Regions from separate parts of the Mus musculus genome. Here region 1 is linked to region 2. The links are chromatin contacts, called in public HiChIP or PLAC-seq maps. All regions are on one chromosome and are shown on one strand. Each heading gives the region's core, a stretch centred on a gene start, on an enhancer-like site or on the middle of the called end of the contact. The rest is flanking DNA. Distances are from core to core; before and after follow the strand shown.

Evidence for each region. HiChIP or PLAC-seq counts read pairs in DNA pulled down with a chosen protein or histone mark.
Region 1: a contact with region 2 is called in an HNF4G HiChIP or PLAC-seq map of pancreatic cancer cells. The contact joins two enhancer-like sites.

The regions. Positions count from the first base shown.
Region 1 is chr5:36,354,908-36,360,445 of GRCm38.p6, forward strand. The region is part of intron 1 of Sorcs2 (sortilin-related VPS10 domain containing receptor 2); the gene reads right to left. Among named protein-coding and RNA genes, the nearest start is that of Sorcs2, 40 kb to the right of the region's middle. Within about 2 kb of position 2,089, at least 29 of the 459 cell types and tissues checked have an H3K27ac peak or open chromatin away from gene starts, as enhancers often do. A contact at or near this core is called in pancreatic cancer cells, where this site is marked.
Region 2 is chr5:35,770,023-35,775,289 of GRCm38.p6, forward strand. The region is part of intron 1 of Ablim2 (actin-binding LIM protein 2); the gene reads left to right. Among named protein-coding and RNA genes, the nearest start is that of Ablim2, 15 kb to the left of the region's middle. Within about 2 kb of position 1,264, at least 34 of the 459 cell types and tissues checked have an H3K27ac peak or open chromatin away from gene starts, as enhancers often do. A contact at or near this core is called in pancreatic cancer cells, where this site is marked.

The sequences.
Region 1 (5,538 bases), core at 839-3,338, 590 kb after region 2:
CCTGTGTCTTGGTGATATAATTCCAACATTGCATTTACCCGGCTGGCTGCCGCTTGCTCCTGTAAGGGTGTAGCTCCCATGTGACCCCCTGCAACACACTAATGTCCTACCGGTGGCCACCATCATTCTTGCTGAGTTCGTTGCTTTTTATCCTGGTCCCCTTGAGGAGATGGGCAAGCTGTGCCTAAGGTGTTACTAGCCTTTGCTTGGTGAGGTTCACTCCAGCGTTTTTGTTCTCTCTTTTGTTTGTTTCCATTTATTTTGTTTTTTGTTTGTTTGGTTGGTTGGTTGGTTGGTTGGTTGGTTGGTGTTTTTTTTTTCTTTGTTTTTTTGCATTCTCATTTGGCTTCTGCCCAGAGATGGATTCTGAACAGTCATGATCGCTAATTTACAAGTGGCCCGTGGTTGGCATTAAGTGGCCTGTGGCTCCTTAACCATCCTTCCACGCCTGCCCCACTAAGAAGCAGACTCCCTTATTGATGTGCATAAACTAGCATAGAATTTCAAAAAATCGATTTACACAATGTTTCCCCCTTAGAATTTCTGTTTATTTTTCCCACCTTGTCCTATTGCAGGTTTATCTACTCTGTCTCCCTTCCTGTCTGGTTAGAGCCAGCGTTCTTACTGACCATTCCTGACGCTTTAGAATGAAAACCACCCTTCCTAAGACTCTGCCCCCCTCTTCTGGAGCCCAGGGCTGTAGACAAGAAGATTCCTGTCTCGCTTTTACCTCTGGTCTTTTCCTTTTCAGTATTTTTTTTTAATTCCTAGTTTTCTAGAATTGTATCTCCTTTTGCAGCTGAAGAAACTGGGGGTCCAGTGAGCTCTGTCTTTTTCCAACCACTTAGCCCTCAGCTGTGGGGTTAAGAACTCTGTGATTGCTCCTGACCCAGCACTCCCTAGCTTTCCCACAGGCAAAGCTAATCTGGTGTCCTGGTGTTTGTCTATCTTGGGTGGAAGCCTGGGATTCCATCATTCCCCAGCAAAGCAGAGAGAACCCGCTGTTCCCGCTGGCTATGGTGCTGGCCTCTATGCAGCACAGGGCACACACACCATGAGCATCCTGGTGCCCGCTACCCCATCCTTTCTTCCACTGATACAAACATGCACCCCAGCTGCCTTTCAGCCCAGGAGACCTGCAGACTATCAAGGGTCATCATGAAGATGCCATTCCACAGGATCCAAGACATAGCTCTGGGACATAAACCCTGGGAGGTCTCTATGGAGACAGGGGAATGTACAGACTGTTTTTATGGAGACTTTCTATGCACTGGCTAGAGTAGGGGACTCTTGAAATCCCACCAGGAGTGCTGAGAATTCCCACTGTGAAGGACCAAGGATCCATAGGAACTTGGATCGGGAACACCACAGCCTATTAACCACAGTGATGCAGAGATGTGACTCCTGAGGAACCAAATGCTTGCAGCCCCTCCCTTGTAGAAGATATATTTTACTTCACCTGCTGAGAATACAGGCCTGTGCACCCTGGGCCGTGCTCTGTACTTCTTAAAAAGCTGCTCTCACTAGAGAGGAACAATCAGGGTCTCAGCATCCCTCTCATCCGAGACACACGCATCCCTACTGCAGGAGAGGAAACGGCTCTCCACCTGAGTCTGGCCTTATCACATACTCCTCTGCTCCTCCATTTCCACAACTGTAAAATGGGACCGCATAAGACCCATCTCCCATCATATGTGTGAGGCTTCAAGGTGATGATGCTTAGCCCTACGAGAGGTCACATGTGACAGTTTGGCATGTAAGAAGGCAGCAGGTCCAAGCTGCTCTGTGACCTGCTGTAAGGGGGCACGGCAGCATGCCAGCTTCTGTTTTCAGTGGGGCACTGAGATGTGAGAAGGGCTGAGCTCCATGAACAGGCTACATAGAGAGTGGACCTGGCAGCTGCAAGCTATTAACGCCTTTGGAGGACTCAGCCCTAGCCAGTGACCCAACCAAGCAAAAGCCATGAAGGCAGGAGAGCCAGCCCACAGTTTCATGAGTCATACTAGCTAACAGCACTATATGTCATTGCAAGTCTGAAATGCTTGTTACCACAGGTGTTCTGGCCAGTGCACATTGCATACTCCCACACACTGTGGCCAAAACGGATCGCAGTATACATGAAGGGCCCTTGATGCTGCTGGAGACAACCAAGGGACACCCATGATGTCATGACTACTTCCTCCAAAGTACTACAGGCTCTACTTGTGACCGCCTTTATGCCTGGCCTCAGAGAAGCTGCCTCACTCACAAGGCCGTGAGGTGCAATGCTCTTCCTCTCCCACAGTGCTCTTCCTCTCAAGGCTGCATGTTGTTCTACCAGAGCAAAATTTGTAATATTATAAAATTACAAGTCCCACGTAACTGTGTGCCTGGAGGAAGAAAATTACAGATGAGAAATGAGAGGTCGGGGAGAGGGAGGGAAAGAGAGAAAGAGAGACAGAGAGAAAGAGAGACAAAGAGAAAGAGAGACAGAGACAGAGAGAGACAGAGACAGAGAGACAGAGACAGAGAGTAACACACAGAGACAGAGAGAGAGAGACAGAGAGAGAGAGACAGAGACAGAGAGACACAGAGAGAGACAGAGAGAGAGAGACTGAGACTAGCCAGAGGCCAGCCCAGGTCACACAGTCAGTGAACAATTACTTTTCCCATGCCAGACTCTTTTGAACATGGCCTCCAGTCCTCGTGAGGAGCATCAGGGAGAGCTCATCACCCCATTTCTACAGATAAAGAAGTGAGGACCCAGAAATGTTAAGAGCCTTGCACAGACAGGATGCACAGTTGGTGTTGCTGTTTCGGGATCTGCATCTCCCTACTGTCTCACATCTTCCTGGATGTCACCAGAAGGGAGACCTGGCCTGTCACTTCAGCCCACCGGTTGAATATTACAGCAGGAGCACTCTCCTGCTGGCCAGGCTCCACCCCGAACCATCTCCTTATGTAGCTCCTCCAAGAACTTGAACAATCACAGAACTGCCAGTTTAGAGAAGGTGCCTGGTTTGGGGACGTTCCTTGGCTGGTGACTACAGAGGGCTGCTGAACCGGCCCTAGGCAAACCTTGAGAACTTATCCTGGTGCCTAGGCCTCCTGTGAGGGACAGAGCTCAGTTCTCAGATAAGTGAGCAATCCTTATCTCTGGTGTCCTTCCCAGGGAGCCCTTTCTCTGGAAGAGCCAGTTTTCCAAACACTTCAGGTGGGCTTCTGATAACTGGGCAGAGTTACACCATTGTCAGATAACAGAGCCATCAGCAGTGGTTGCTTGGTCTCAGTTACAGGAAATCCCCATCACCATCTAGTGCTCCCACAAAGTCCTCCAAGGTCAAAGTCCATGACTTGGCCATGTCCTCCAGAATAGCAAAGCCCAGCTGCCCCTGCCTCCAGACCATGGTCCTTCTCCAGCCTCAGGCACATTTATAACAAAATGGGGCACCGAGCTGCCTGTGAGCTCTGTGCCTATCACAAATGCACCAAGAAAAGCACACACAGGAAGTGCCTGCTGAAGGCTCATGGCTCTGTGTGCTTAGCTTTGTCTCATAGGTCGCGCACAGCCCCCAGATTCACAGAGCAAGTGTAGAGGAAATGGGTTTTGTGACATTCCAAAGGAATATTTGGGACCACATATGACTGCGTTTATTCATTCTGATAATCTGCTCAAGGGTTTTCGCTCAAGACCTGTAATGATCTCATTCCTCTGGAATACTAGAGCCTTTAGTAAGCGAGCTCTACCAGATAAAATCCAAACAGGGAGGCTATGCCACCTCCATTCTGACACAGCATGGTCTCTGCTCACCCCTACTCTAGCATGAATGCTACAGATGGCAGGAGCTTCAAAAGCAACCAGGGTCCCCCCCCCCCAACACCTTATCAGGGTCATACCTGCACTGCCACTGCCCGACATCAGCCTAGCTTTGCAGATGGCTCTGCCCTAAGTGGGCCTGCTGATCCCCCTGAGCATCCACTGGGGTAGGACAGGTGCCAGGCTTCTAGGGACACACATGAGGGACCCACCCACTAAGGTCAGGGAAGACACTTTCTAGGTTATCAGAGTGCCCTGTCCAGAGCCCAAAGGCACTCCCATTCCCACCAGCCCTCTGATGAGTACTTCAAGGCCTGACTCTCAAACAGAGTGCCTTGGTTTGGAGTCACTGGCAAGACTGGCTGCCATCCAAGCTGCCAGCGAAATGGTTTATCTAGAAACACCTGGAAAAAAACATCTTCTCTGAGTACCAAGGAGGAAGGGGAGAGAGCTCTATAGTGTCACATGATGGCAGCCACAGATCCCGGCGCCTCTGGATAGAGGCAGGAATGCAGGTTCCACCAAGGAAAGAGATAGGTGGTGGTGAAGAGTTCTGACCCACTGCTCAGAAATCAGACCTGAGAGGCCTGTACTGGGTCACAGAGAGCCTGGCCACTGAAGGAGCTGGCATGTCCTCCTGGCATCTGTGCCCAGCTGTAGCTTTTGACAGTGTTTACCAAATTTACCAAGGATGCCAACCATATGGTATGAAGTTACCAGAGAGCTGCAGGACCTTGAAATGTACTCTCAGAAGTCAGGAGTTTGGAGCCAAACACCCTCCTCCCACCTCAGTGGGACCAGGGTCGCTGCTGTGATTCTGTTCCCTTCTCAGAAAGGAAAGCCCCGCTGGGAAACCCTGGGGCAGGGGTCAAATGGCAAACAGGAAGGGAGTTGCCTCTAGGTGCCTCTAGGGTTCTAAGTGAGGTTTAAAAAAAAAAAAAAAGAGGCGGCTCAGCTTCCATGCCTTCTTCACAGTAGATAGAGCTCATCAGGTCATCCAGGGGACAGGATTCAGACCCGCTGTGGCCATCAGCACCTGTCTACAGCTGCTGAGTTCACAGGGCCAGAGCATGCAGCCACCTGGGTTCCCATGACTGTTTCCCCTCCTCCCCTGGCTTCCCACCCAGTTGGCCAAGGAGGGGCAGAAGGCTGACTGGGCAGCCTGGCCCTGCCACCCTAGTGGTTCTGTCTTGCATATTAAAGTGCCCAGTTCCCTTCCCAACACTGCCAGCCCCCACACCACCACCACCAAGAATGAAGCCTGCTGGGGCAGCCTGTGTTGGCTCCACACTTCCCTAATTGCTCCAAAGGATTTCCTTGAGTGTTTAACAAGAGGGTGGGTAGTGGGTAGGCTGAGGAGGGGGGTGGTCCCAGCAACAGCTCAGAGGGGGTCTGAAGAGCTAGGAGCTCCCCAGTGCTTCAATGCGGCCCTGGGGCTCAGAGCCAGCGATGTGGGGGCCAGGCCCAACACCCACATTGCCTTCTCCCTACTCACCCCTGGGAATGCAAGCCCCTGAAAGGGCCTGGCAGGCCTCCTGCTCCACCATTAATTAACATGCAGTGTGGTGGCCAGGAGCAAAGAGGGGCCTGAGGCCTCTATCGAGGACGGACAGACAGCCATGGAAGGGCATACTACCACAGAAAGGGGCGGGCAGGCAGTCCTTGGGGGATATGGGGCATCTCCACTGCAGGGAGAGTCAGAAGTTCTCACTCCAACTTCCTGAGCGCTTAGGGTCTCCACA
Region 2 (5,267 bases), core at 14-2,513:
AGGACAAAAGTAAACCCTTCAGTTGCTTTTGTCAGAGTATTTCATCACATCTACGGACAAGAAACAAAGATGGATGATTAACTCCAGTGATCCAAGGGCCTCCCTCTAGGCTGCATCTCATAAGGGCTCCTCCTCCTCATAGGGGGGTCAAGCCTTCAACACATACTCCTTTTGAGAACACTCAGTAACTGTCTTAAAGTTTTATTTCTGGACCACAGCAACTCTTACAAAGGACAACATTTGATGGGGGCTGGCTTACAGTTCAGAGGTTTAGTCTTTTATCACGTGGCAGCCTGCAGGCAGACATGGCGCTGGGGAATTAGCTGAGAGGTCTACATCTGGATCCCCAGGCAGTAGGAAGAGAGTGACTCACTAGGCTTGGCTTGAGCTTCTAAAACCTCAAAGCCCACCTTTACTGACATGTCTCCTCCAACAAGGCCACACCTACTCCAGCAGGGCCACACCTCCCAATTGTGCCACTCCCTATGAACCTAAGGAGCCATTTTCATTCAAACCACCATAATATCCAAACAATAACATCAACTGATGTCCAGAACTTTCTAGTCTTAGTAGCAAAATGGTCTTGACCTCAATAAGCCCCAAGAGCACCTTGGGGACTACTAGAAATCTCTGGGTCACTCTAAGAACTTCCGATTAAGGATAGAATATTATACTCTCGTTAAAGTGATACTGAGGGATTAATAGACTGAGCATCGGTGTCATCAACAGATGCAGAGTTCAGGATCTGTGTTTGTACACAGCGCTGTCTTACGTCAGAGGAAAATCCATCAAGAGGTAAAGGCGCGATGAGAACTCTTCCTTTACCCCAGCTCATTGCTTCTCGGGTTCTCAGAGCTGATTCATTTCAAGGCTGTGTGAATGATGCTCAGACTGGTCTCAAGGATGTTTCCCTGGAGAGCAGCCATTGGCTTCCCTACCCACGGCTGGTAGTCTACACTCACGGCAGAGCCTGGGCTCTGAGTGACACCTGGCAGGCTGCCAGTCCAGGGGCCCACGTGTTTGCGTGTTGTGATCTCCGGTGATGGGTTCATCTGCAGTTATGAACGAAAGAGGGGCTTCTGTGCAGGAGCAAACCTCACGTTGCTGATGAGAGATTGCTGCTCTGCTGAAATTCCGTGTCCTTGGTCAGAGGGAATGCTCACACCTGGCAGTGTTTCAGCGGAGAGCTAAATATACCCCGGGTGTGGCGACCTCAGAACCCAGGCTGCTGACAGGGGTGGGGCGAGGCCCCAGGGTGGGGCGGGGCCCCAGGGCCCCATTGTTTTATCTCATAGCAATCAATGCCTGGGTTTTATAGCTTCTAAGGGCTCTGGGGACGTGTGCAGGAATGACCTCCAACCCTTACAAATCCCTGTGATGTCACTGTTCCTATTTGCATTCATTGTGTTCCAATTGAACATGAAGTGTGATCTGCCTAAGGTCATGGGATGGGCAGGGCTGGACAGTGGGGTTCAGACCTGCAGGCCAGGAATGTGTGTCTCCCACAATGCCTTTCCAGTTCTGAAGCCAGTGAAGGTGGCAGCCCTGTATCTGATAGAAACCATCTGTAATGGTTAATACTTGATAGGGTCTAGAATGACCCAGCAGATGCACCTGGTGCACATCTGGGAGGGAGTTTGTAGATTGGATTTACTGGGGAGGGGAGACCCACCCTGAACACAGGTAGCACTGTCCTGCTGGAGGTTGGGTACCTATTTGAAATAATTAACAGTGTCTCTCTCATGGGTGGAGCAAACTGCCCTGTGAGCTGAGGGCATAGGGACCATCTGTAGCAAAGCGACAACCTCACCTCTAAAGCGTCACCCATTTTACAGGTGGGCATACTGAGTCGAGGAGGAACCTTCCTAGTGACACTCAGCGTTGGGCTAGCCTTCTGTCCAGATTCCTTCCCACCTCCAGCTACCCCTTCCCACAGACAGATCAGCACTCGGGCAGAGGCTCCTGTTTTTCAGCTGTTGTGAGACAGGGACATTGTGGTACTATTTATTATACACTGAAAGGTACTTTCACTGTGGAAGGAAAGGTAAGTCCTCCCTTTTACTTGAAATGGGACCATGATTCCATGGCTGGCACCTTGGAAAGTGCATCTGACCATAAGTTGGAATCTTGGGGTGATTTTTGTCCCATACCAGGGGCTCTGGGGCCTCTTTCCCACTGGTGGTTTATTCTAAGCTAGAGTATCTCCTTTTTCTGACTCTGAGCCCCCCCCCCCCGACACTCTATGAGACTCAGTGGGTCTCATACAGGGCTCTCTGCTTAAGCTAGCAAGGCACTTGTCTAAATCGGGCAGCTGGCTGGGTAATTGTCTAAGAAGGACATGACATTTGCTGATGTGACAGATGCCAGGAGACATGGCTCCTAGACCTTAGCCTTCTTCAGCTGGGGCATCCCCTACCCTGCCCCAGTGTCCTTAAGACAACTGGCTCCTAACAGTCAGTACAGTAGTTTTGAGACATGCTGGCAGAGTCACTTCTGTGTCCAACTCTGGCTAGGATGGCATTCCTCCCTCAGAAGTCCCCATCCATTGAGGAAGACGCACAAGATGCTAACTAACTACACATGGCGAGGAAGAACTTTTCAAGGAGGCAGTGGGTAGAACCTGACCTCAATGAAATCCTGGCATGTTGCCTGGAGGAGGTGGTATCTTACCATCGAATAAGAACTTGACGACGGAGTGAGAGAAGGGTCCCTTGCAGGAGGATGTCCTGGAGTGGCTTCATTTGTGCCACCTGCCTGGTGTGCTGTCTGTCTTTTGTGTTTGTGGGTTCCACACTCAGATGAGACACTGTAAGACCTCTCAGTCCTGGGGTTCCTGTGAGGCTGTGTTCAGTGAGGACCCAAGCCTGAAGCAGGGGTGGAAGGTGAGGAAGACAAGGAGAAGCCAAATGCTCCAAGCACCAGCAGTGCAGATTCCTGGGCCCCCCAGGCTGTGCTGATACCACTGGCCAGTCCCAGATCTGCATTTTCCACAAGCTCCACCCCCTTTGCATAGGATTCTGCTGATCTGGCCATACGGACTAACAGGACAACATCCTGTTTAAGATGCTCTGCCACAGAGGGAGGGGAGGACAGTACCAGGAGCTGCTGTGACTAAGGGAGGACCTGGGCATTTGTCACTACACATGGGAGGGGACAGGAGCCAAGGCTACATCCTATGTCTTCTCCCAGCTCCCTCTCTGTAACACCCACACCAGGTCTTATCGGGGTCTACTCAGGCTGACTCTCTGCTGTGGACCAGGGGCTTCACATAGCTCCAGCAAGGGATCATGCCAACCGAGGGGGCATGCTGGGGCAAGGGACCATGAAGCCAGTGCTACACGAATGGTCATGGGCAAGGCTTCTTGTTGGAAGCCCTGGGTCCCTTCCCTGCCCATGTCGTGACCACAGCCATGCCTCAGGATTGCCAGGAGCCAACAGGCAGCCACAAGCAGTATAGCCTCTGCCTGCAGCCTGGGAACTGTGCCAAGCCACCCAGGCTTAGGGAGAAGCCATGGCCTCAAGATTCGGTCTTTCAGGCTCAGGACTGATGGGGCCTGGGACACATGCCCTCCATACCTTTAGGTGGAAGGTCACTGTAAATACCTCACCAGTGTTCTTCCTGGGTATGGGGGGCTTGGGGGGGGGCTTCTGGTTTGTCCCCAGCTAGGGTATATGGCAGTAGTCATACAATGCAGAGCCCTTGTCCTAGGGGAATTCCTGGCTAGGGACAGGTGTCCATGGTGTACAGAACCACACAGACCATGAGAGCCAGAGATGCAGGGAGGAGCCTGTACTCTTTGGAGGCTGACATCGCCAGCCCTTGCTTTCAGTCCTATAAAGGGGGGTTATTCAGGGAAGGACAGAGCCTGCATCCCGAGGAGCTATCTTGTCCTGGGGGCTGCAGCAGCTCAAGGCTGAGGGGAGGGGCCGGTTACCTCTGCCTCTCCATTTTGCAGGCCAAGAGCCAGGGCCTGGCACTGAACAGGCCTTCTTCTCCTACTTAGGGAGACCGGATCGTTCAGAAATCAGCCACCTGACTGACATCAACACACTCGTGTGTGCGCGCGTCTGGCAAGAGCCATTTCCCCAGGTGCCTATGAACTCTGGTGGGCAGAAATGAATTGCAGCGGGAGCTCTGAACTCTGCAGGGAGGCTGCGGTCTGCAAGGCAGGAAGAAGCCAGCAATTAGAGGAGGTCGAGTCTGGGGCCTGGGCCTGTGGGTTTATGATCCATGATTACAGCTTCCGTTTGCACAGCACAGTGCGCACAACTCAGAACACTCTGAGACTGGAGTTCCATTAGACTTCGCTGAACATCCCCAGAAACACAAAGGGCCCTGGGGGTTGAGGGAAGAGCCAAGGCCACATGGCTAGAAAGAGACCAAGCTGGGATCAGAGACTCACCCCTTCCCACCACCTTCTGATGTTTTGTGACATCTGGTCTCTTAGGACTGAGTGACTTGTGTGGATAAGACAAGGCCATGCAGTGGGAGGCTAAGGGGAGGTGACAGTGTCTGAGGCTGGGCTCATGCCGAGTGAGCTCAGAGAACCCTCAGGGGCCACTGGCTCTGCTGTCCAGTGGGGAGTTTCTAAAGGTGCTGTCCAGCAGCCCAGACCTCCTCTGCTTCCAAAGCAACTCTTGGCTGCCATTCCCATGATCTTGACCCTGGAGAGTGGGGAATCTGGTGTCTCCTGTGCTGGCCTGAGTGATGTCACTGAGGAGGCTGGCCTCTGCTGTGGCTGTACCCTTGCCTGTGTGTTTTCAAGGCTCTCCCCACGCCCATCTTGACTACCAGCATAGGGCCAGGGAAGTGGACGAGGCACTCAAGAGGTAAGTTTGCTTTGGAAAGAGCGTGTGTGTCCTCGTCACCTGAGGAGGGCTACAGTCTGCCTCCTCCAGCCTTTCTCTGTGGTCCCTGCACCTCCCCTGGCTTGGGTACCATTTCTGCTCTCCTCACAGCCTCATTTCCTTCACCAGCGTCAAACCTCCCTTCCTTAATAGGTCTGTCCCTGCTTAGTGCATCTTTACTGCCTGTGCCTGGCTGTGGCTCAGCCACAATCTTCCCTGTCTCCAGGTGGGAGCAGCCTTTGTTTTAGTGTGTTATTTTTTTTTTAATTGTAAAACATGTACAACATCAAATTTACTATTTAAGTGCCCAGTTGAGTGACATTTGTAGGTCATCCATTTCCAGAACCCTTTTATGCAAACTGTGTCATCACTGACCCCAGCCTATCGCCCCGCCTCTCCCAGCATTCTCTGCTCTGCCT